3 separate regions of the Mus musculus genome follow, and regions 1 and 3 are each linked to region 2. Evidence: chromatin contacts called from public Hi-C and promoter capture Hi-C data. All regions are on one chromosome and are shown on one strand. The core of a region is the stretch at or near the end of the contact, and the rest is flanking DNA. Distances in the headings are between cores, read along the strand shown.

Region 1 (2,700 bases), core at 87-2,586, 280 kb before region 2:
AATGCTGAGAACAGAGCCCTGGGGCCCTCAAGCATTTAACAGCAAAACTAAGGGGAAGGGGACAGGCTAGGGCAGGCTGGTAGAAGGGAGGAACTGGGGCACCCAGGGAAAGATACAACTCTAGGACAGAGCTTTCTAAAGACACTGCAAGGCAAGCAAAACCTGCTAGAGCGGCCCTGGATGGACTGCAGAAGGAAAGGGTGCCTGCTTCTTAGGGGCACTGCTTAAAGTCAGAACTTCCGAGGAGATCCTTGTGATGGGAATTGGGTGCCTGGCTGACGGGGGATGAGGTTCAAAGCCAAACAGGGAGACTGTGAAATGACGAGGGCGGACAAAGACTGTTCTCAAAACCTGCTGGGTAAGAAATGCCAGGGACATCTAAAGGGATGGTCACAGGGCCCAGGAGGAAGCGCGGCCCTTCAAGCCCTGTAATGCTCCTTCCTCTGTAAGAGGAAAGGGACAGAGGTAGCAGAACACAAATAAATGAGGGCCATTCAAACACTTTCTTGACCTTCTCTTTACCCCCAGCCTGGGTGACCTCCACTCAGCACCTGCTGTTTCCCCCACAAGCTCGGCCAAGTGGACCCCAGGCGGGACGGTGCTGTGCCACTATCAGTTGGCTCCTCCAACAACCTGTGGGCACGGCTCACGAAAGGGCCAGCCACGGCGCGGTTTGCTCAGGTGCAAGACCCAAAAGGTCCGCGCACCGCTCACCTGCTCCACAGCCGCGCCACCTCCAAGCCGGCGGCCGGCCTCGGCACCCCTTCCCGGCGAAGCGACTTGCTCCCTTCCCTTCGTCAGCCTGGCTCCGGCCAAGCCGGGCAGCCTGTGAGCCCCGGGGCAACCCGCGGGAGAGCGGCTCCCCACTCCTCCAGCTGTCCCAAGGAGACCGGCAGACGCCGGGCCGCCGCCGCCGCCGCCGCCGCCGCAAGCTGTGTTCCCTCCCCTCCACAGCGCACACCCTCCGGGCCGACCGAGTGCCTCGCCGGCTTTGTCTGCGCCGCCGCGCTGGGCGTCCGGAGGATGCGGCCCGGACCCCGGGGTCGCGGCCAGCCCGGGCAGCCTCTTCTGCCCACCGCCCGCCGCCGGCCTCCATCGGGAGCCCCTTGCCTACGAGGCTCGGTGGCTGTCCGAGCCCGGGTCGGGGAGGCCGCACGGTACCTTTCCTTGCGGAGCCCGGGAGCGTCTTCGCGAGCGGCCTCGGCCTCTCCGCCTCCCCTCCTCCGCAGCCACTGGGCTTCCTCCTGCAGCCGCCGCCGGGACCGTAGGGCCGAGCCAGCCGCCGGGGCCTGTGCGGGGGCCCCGCTCCGCCTCGCGTCCCCGGCCCACCCCGCCTGGGTGCTCCGCCCCGGGCCCGCCCACCGGGGGCGGGGAGCCCGAGGCCACCCAGCCTGGAGTTGCCCGCGGCACAGCCACCTGCACTCCCCTATCTCGCAAAAGGGACGCCTCACCCACCTATCCGCCCAGAAACAGAGCCAGCCCCGCGACGCCCCGCCCTGCAAAGCAGACGAGGTCTTCCGGCACTGTCAGAGCGCTGCGCCCACCTCAGTTTACCCAGACTCTGCCGCCCTTTTGAAAAGAAGAAAGGGCCCCTCTTGTCCTGGACTGTCTCTCGTCCTGCAGGTCTCAGGTGGGTGCCGGCGGGAACCAGGAACCTCAGGTGAAAGGAAAAGAATGCTCACATCCTCTCAGTACCCAGCCCATGTCCTGAAGTGGCCCTTTTTAAAAAGTGTATTTCCCTAGTAAAACCCTCAAACTTTTAATAAAAGCCAACGTTAATACTAGGTGGCACTTTTTCCTTTTTTCAAAAAAAAATTAATTGGTATCAATTATTTTTTAGCGGGCAATAGTGGCACATGCCTTTAATCTGGTGGTTCTCCAGCTTCCTAATGCTGACACACAGTTCCTCGTGTTGTAGTGACCCCCCAACCATAAAATTATTTCATTGCTACTTCGTAACTGTAATGTTGCTACTGTTATGAATTGAAACATAAATAAATATCTGACATGCGACCCCTATGAAAGGTCGTTGGAACCCTAAGGGATAGTAACCCACAGGTTTAGGACCACTGCGGAATCCCTCTAGAAGCAGGTGGATCTCTGAGTTCAAAGCCAGTCTGAACCACAGAGTAAGTGTAGGACAGCCAGAGTCAAACAGAGAAATCCTGTCTTGAACCACCCCCAACTCTCCCCCTCCACACACACACACAAAAGTAAGAAAATTATTTTTTATTCATCTCTGCACCTCCTAATCTGTTTTTTCGTATGTTTTGCTGGTACTACACCAGGTCAACACTTGGTCCGAGGGAATACAAGCCCCTGGTGGCCGCAGAGCCTCTACTCCGAACTGTGTCTCTGGAGGGGGCCCTCCCCTGATTTCAACCTGGAACCAGGCAATGCTGAGCACAGGTCGCTGTAGGTTCAGCCCGGAGAGATCCTGGATGTGGATCACATGCTCGTGATCCCAGCCTCAGAAGGCCATGTGGGGGGGGGGGGGGTACAGAGTTCAAGGCTAGCCTTGGCTACATACCAACTTCAAGGCCAGGCTGAGCCACACAGTGAAAGCCTGCCTCAAAGAAGCAAGAAGTAGAGATGTGGCTCAACAGCAGAACACACTTCTCAACATAGACAAGGCTCTGGGGCCAATCCCCAAAACTGAATTATATATATAATTCATATATATATATATATATATATATA
Region 2 (2,757 bases), core at 85-2,584:
CATACAATTCCCAGAACATATTCCCAGTGCAGTAAATACTAACTACCATGATAATAACATTCTTTCTTTAGCTCCTCTTCATAGTGATACTTTATAAACAATGGAGGACAACTGGGGGAAACATTCAGATTTTTGGTCTTCCTGTTTGCCTGTCCTATTCCAGTGTCCCTTATTACTACCTCTGTGTTCAATGAAGCTTGGAGCTGGGCTGTGTGATTACCTGGCCACTGCCAAAATCTGTTCCTTGCGGAAGAGCCTGTCCCTTTCTGCACCATGTGACCGTGGATCATCGGGTGATTTCTCAGCACCAAAGACACAGGAATAGAGCACTCGGCAAAGGCCTGTATCTTCCAAATTCGGGGCCCTCAGAGTGTGGATGAGGAAAGCGTGGACCATAGCTCCAGGGTGGGTGCTCCAGGAAAGCCAGAGACCTAGATGGTGAAAGTGAATCCCCTGCTAAGGAGGCACCCTAATGAGGGGTGTGGCCTGGGAGTGTGTCCAGAGATTGTGTGGCTAGACAGCGATCACCATCTAGATCTGCCTAGCCTCTGAATAATCTAGTGCCTGCTCTGCATCACAGAACAAGGGCCATCCATAGCTGGACATATCTCCTATGTCGCTAAACCTACTTCTGCAAAACTGTCAGGGAATCTCCAAATGCATACGGGTCATGCGAGTGCAGGAAAAACTGAGAACTAAAAAAAAAAAAATCAGAGACCACAGCTGAATGCCAAGTCTGCTCCCGGAACAAAATAACCCAGCCTCCATACCGGGCTCCATTGAGACAACTTTTAGTATGGAGTGTGAGAGGGGAGTCTTCATCAGTGACACTTGGTTTTGAATGCAGGAACATGTCTTTGTTTTAGGAAACACTCAAGAAAATACCTCTAAAATGCCGCATCTGCAACCGATTCACATCGGCTGGGACAGAGTGAGCGGGGCAAACCTTACCCAAAGGGATCTACCGAGATAACCGAAATCATTTCAAAAAGAAAGACGTGGTGGCACGTACCTGAAATCCCAACCCTCGGGAGGCGGAGGCAAGAGAATCAGGAATTCAAGTCAGCCACAGATACACAGAGAGAGAGCCTGGCCGCTCTGGGCAAAGCGAGAGTGGCAGCCCCCGGTCTCAAGGCTGAGGAGAAACAGTGTTTAGCCACAGCTAAAGCTAAACAGACCAAGAATTCAAAGTTACCCAACAGGAAATTTAGCAAGCCCGCTTCAGGAAGGGAACCTAGATTTGCAGACTTTGACCTCTGGTCACCCTTCTGCCGCCAGCTGAGCGCGTCATTACCCCAGGGCACCACGTCCTCCTCCCACTATCTGCCCCAGTTGCGTCACTGCCTCGCGCGGGCAGCAGCGGCGCGCTGAACTCTGGGGTTTGTAGTTCAGCCATGGGCCTGTGGTCCCGGCGTGGTCCTCGACTTCCCGAGGACGTACACGCTTCTGACCAGCCGATCCCCTCGGCTGCGGGGGCGCCCTGGAGGGCTCATGGCTACGGAAAGCTTCTTTGAAGGCGCTAGAAAGCCCTTGATCAGCTGCGGCCTGGCCACTGCGAGGGCGACCGCCAGGGGGCGCTGAGGACCCCGGCGGCGTGCGCGGAACTGTCCAAGGAAGCCTCCGCTCGGCTGTCCTCAGGCCAAGCTCTGTGCAGTAGTAATGACCGAATTGCAGGAGCAGAAGTCTGCCTGCTGAAACGCAGTCATGAGTTTACATTTGAACCAATGGCCCAAGAGGTGTTTGGGACACACACATTCCTTTAACTCTGAAAGGCATGGGAATTCCTTAGGCTTTCTAAGGCAGGTCTACAGTCACTTGACTAGTGTCTGAGGACAAAAAGAAAGATTTGAGTGGCCCAGGCAGGGGTTCTGAAGAAAGCCCCTCATTAAGGACTGCATCCTGAACCCTCTAGGCCATAAGAACTAGGGCAGTTTCAGGGGACTGGTACTGCATATGCTGCGAGTGTTTCGATCTCAGATGCAATACAAAAGGATGGGTCCAGGCAGAGTGGTGTCTCAATCAGAGAGCTAGGGAGTTATGTTTGCTCCATTCTTGGCAGAAGTTCCTTGTCCCCGGTCCCTATCACTCTGGGCCAGGCCTCATGTCTGCCAGCAGATTGTAGCAAAGAACTGGCAGAGAGGTCTGTGGCAGCTGGGGGGCCACTTGGCATTGAGAGCATGATATCCTGGCCTCTCTTCACTGTTCAGACAGTCCATATCAAGTCCCAAAACCACTGGAAACTACTAATCTTGTGTGGGATGTGGGGAGAAGAATGCACTGAGCCAGTACCCTGGAGGACAGTGGGGGACCCAGGCAGAGGTGGTACAACAGATGACTTCCCTGGTCAGTGCTGGAGGCAGGCAGAACTGGAGGGCTCACCTGATGTGGGTGTGCCCTGGGAGATACTTGCCCTGTGGCCATTGGCCTCTTTTGACCTTTGCTTCAGAGAGTCTGTTGGGTCCCTGGAAACATGCGTGCATGCCACCTCAGACATGGTCAAAAGCAGCCAGCCTAACAGTGTCTACTTCATGTTAGCAATGTGCCTGGCCATCTAGCAAACCCACTGAAGTAATAATTTACTTTGAATTCTTCCTTCTTCCTCTCTCTCTCTCTCTCTCTCTCTCTCTCTCTCTCTCTCTCTCTCTCTCTCTCTCTCTCTTTCTTTCTCTTTTTGAGATCCTCAGAGATCCATCTGCCTGCCTTGAATTTTGAATTTAAAGGGAGCTGAGAGCCAGGCACTACACCTTCAATCCTAGC
Region 3 (2,905 bases), core at 193-2,692, 310 kb before region 2:
GTCAGGAAACTTGAAATGAGTTGGTTTGGGGATGAGGCCACAGCAGAATGCTGTAAGAAATGAATGGCCTTGGGAAGGTAGGCAAGTGCCAGGGCAGGAAGGCTAGCCACTATGTCAAGGCCCTGACACCATGTGAGAACGGGAGAGCAGCATGAGCCCCTCCCACTGCTGTCACTTCTGGGACTACAGCAGAGAGCTTCTCAGCTGATAGCCTGTGGCTGATCACTTGTGGCCAGGCTGATTAGCCGTTATCTCCTTCCTTAAACAGTCTCTATTTGGTCAGCACGCATCCATGGGAAAGATGTCTGCTCTGCACAGCAGCCCCCAGGAAAAGCTGTGGGGCCAGAGTGAAAGGTGGCTACAGTACCACACACCACCCCCACTGTTCCACAGGACAGAAGCCTCCACATGAGACCGGCACATGAAGTAAAGATGCCTCTGCAGCATAAATTATAGAGAAGGAGATATGTGAAACTGTTAGCTTGTCCTGCCTACAATCACAAGATGCTGGGTGGTCAGCAAAAGCTGGAGCCTCAGCAAACTCCTCCTGCACGATCACTGCCAGGAACTCAAGCTAGGGACTCTCCTTCTCCTCCCTGGTTTCCCCCTATAAGATAAGCAACATAGTAACCATTGAAGACCATAGGTTCCTACAGAGGAGTAACAAATGTAGCCATCACCAACTAGGACTATCTTGTGGGTACAGTCTCCTCCCAGACATGAAAGGAGGGTGTGGGGCACAGGCCTATGACCACTACACCGATTCTTAAATACTTTTCATTGGGATTACAATCCTTGGAACACTCGGAAGTAAACACAGCCATGTACATTTTACAGATGGGAAAACTGGGGGTCCAGGAGGTCCTACAGCTTAAGTGTTCAATGGTCTCTGTCTAAGGCTAGGGCTACAGTTCAGCGGTACAGCACCAGTCTAGCGCAGACAAGACCCTGGACTCGGTCAGCACTGAGAGAAAACCAACCAACCAGGACAGGGAAAATGGCCCAGCAAGTAGAGCAGTTCCTGCTTAAGCCTGAGGACCTCAGTTCCGATCCCCAGCACAACTGCAAACCTAGCCCTGGGCGGCTGGAGTCAGGCAGAGCCAGAGGGTTCACCCACCAGCTCTTCCAGCCGGGATACTGAGCTTCAAAACCACTACGGGACTTTGCCTCGAAATGTAAGGTGGAACAACGTTGTCCTCACACACACACACACACCCATAGGAATGGCCCTTCAGAGCCATCTTTGTTGGAAACATTTATATAAAGCTACCTTTAGGCATGGCTTCACCTGGCAACTTAGAATGGTCGCCAGCATTGACCAAAAGCCACACAAGGAAATCTTGGCCGATAGTTCTTCCTTCAGACACTAGGCAGCACTGCCGTTCCATAACTACCTTGTCCATTTTTTTTTCCACAGCCCCCTCTCTTGGCTTTCAGAAGTGAAACTGACCAACAGGAAGTAGAACAAGTCACAGCCACTGAGGGTCATTCTCAGGAAGTAGCCACATAGCCAGGCATGGTGGCACACATCTGCAGTCCCAGCACTTGGAAGGCGAAGAAAAAAATAATCAGGACTTCAAGGCCAGCCTTGGCTACATAGCAAATTTAAGGCCAGGATGAGCTATAATGAGACCTATCTAAAAATAATAATTAAAAAATGAAAACCTAAGTATTTATGCTTAAAGCACGTTCAGGAGTCAGCACGTAGGCCAGTAAGGTCTACTTTGAAAAACGCAGGTTACTATCTGCCCTTTGTATGTGAGTAAAAACATGGAACTGCACCCACATAACTTGTTGGTCCATAGAGAGAACAGAGTGTGCAGGTCCTCCACAGACCAGGGAGCGCCACGAAGCAGGAGACTGGCGAGTGTACAATGAGTGCTTAGCAGTCCATTTACTGACCGGGAGTGGGGTCGTCACAACAGTGAGACCTGCTGTTTTTTTACTCAGCTCTTCAGTGCAATTTACAGTGCTACTGAGAGATACTAAGAACGCTGATGGTTTGTTTTTTTTTTTTTTGAGGCTTGGATACTTCAATGATGCACAGAATTGCTACTTCTATCTAAAATAGATTTGCAATACTAACCAATGTAATACGAATAATCAGTACTCTGCGGCTGGACTCTCACTATAGTAACCACTACATACCTGTAGCCATTCGGAATTTAATATCAGTTCCTGCATAGTTTCACTAGCTACAGTTCAACTACTCAAAAACTCTGAGTAGCTAGGAGTTACCATACTAAACGGTTCAGATCTGAAACATCCCCATCAGTACAAAAGGGTCTCCTGAATGATGCTGGTTACGTGTAATTCCAAAAATATTATTAGAATGCCAATAGATATGTTATTAACGAAATAAGTAAATGAATTAGCTAAACGAATTAACTAAATTAACAAATTATCTAAAATAACCACCAGGGATTTGAGACTCTATTGCTGTAAACTAGGAACAACTAGAAAATGTTTCAGTATCTATAAAAACAAAAACATAGTGGCAACAATTACCACAACCCAAACACTTAGTAGAGTCTAGCAAATGACATTCATGGACTTTCTGAGGAAATCAGTGTTTTGCCTAGCTCAGGACGTCCATGAATCCCCACACTGTCCTGATGCTCACTCAGCACGTCCACGAGTCCTCACACCGTCCTGATGCTCAGCACATCCATGCATTCCCACACTGTCCCGATGCTCACTCAGAACATCCACGAGTCCCCACACTGTCCTGACGGCCCCCTTACCTCGTTGTATAAATCGCTGAATTCCTCAACCACGTCCTTGGGGATGCGGCAGCCACGGTTGGTAAGGTAGCAGGCCACGCCATTCTTGGAGTAAAGGCTGATGCGGCCCACACTGCGCTCCCCATCTGTTGTCTCTTCCAAAAGGCCATTGGCTTCTGCTA

What was found. Promoter capture Hi-C pulls out the DNA fragments that hold promoters and counts their contacts. Hi-C and Micro-C count contacts between places; a contact is called where the count stands out from the background.
Region 1: a promoter capture Hi-C map of fetal liver shows a contact between it and region 2, with 6 times the contacts expected there. The contact joins the promoter of Smox here to the promoter of Ap5s1 in region 2. A contact is called at or near these places in 10 of 39 promoter capture datasets (the 3T3-L1 cell line, 3T3-L1-derived adipocytes, cranial neural crest and 7 more), 2 of 484 Hi-C or Micro-C datasets (LSK cells and embryonic stem cells), 11 of 115 datasets of contacts at active chromatin or transcription factors (bone marrow-derived macrophages, embryonic forebrain, embryonic limb bud and 7 more) and 2 of 9 other capture datasets (adipose tissue and liver).
Region 3: a Hi-C map of bone marrow-derived macrophages shows a contact between it and region 2, with 18 read pairs. The contact joins the enhancer-like site here to the promoter of Ap5s1 in region 2. A contact is called at or near these places in 3 of 39 promoter capture datasets (the HPC-7 cell line, cranial neural crest and hippocampal neurons), 4 of 484 Hi-C or Micro-C datasets (LSK cells, bone marrow-derived macrophages, palatal mesenchyme and 1 more), 12 of 115 datasets of contacts at active chromatin or transcription factors (astrocytes, bone marrow-derived macrophages, embryonic forebrain and 8 more) and 2 of 9 other capture datasets (adipose tissue and liver).

Annotation. Positions count from the first base shown.
Region 1 is chr2:131,490,498-131,493,197 of GRCm38.p6, reverse strand. It overlaps Smox (spermine oxidase), which reads right to left and starts at 1,336. Exons shown (of 7, transcript NM_145533.2): 1 at 1,162-1,336. It overlaps Gm30679, which reads left to right and starts at 922. Exons shown (of 2, transcript XM_030252306.1): 1 at 922-1,630. The coding sequence starts at 1,024.
Region 2 is chr2:131,208,937-131,211,693 of GRCm38.p6, reverse strand. It overlaps Ap5s1 (adaptor-related protein 5 complex, sigma 1 subunit), which reads right to left and starts at 1,334. Exons shown (of 3, transcript NM_001291031.1): 1 at 1,013-1,334; 2 at 221-431. The coding sequence starts at 396.
Region 3 is chr2:131,516,283-131,519,187 of GRCm38.p6, reverse strand. Smox (spermine oxidase) reads right to left here. Exons shown (of 7, transcript NM_145533.2): 3 at 2,745-2,905. Among named protein-coding and RNA genes, the nearest start is that of Gm30732, 8.3 kb to the left of the region's middle. Within about 2 kb of position 1,442, at least 14 of the 459 cell types and tissues checked have an H3K27ac peak or open chromatin away from gene starts, as enhancers often do. A contact at or near this core is called in bone marrow-derived macrophages and microglia, where this site is marked.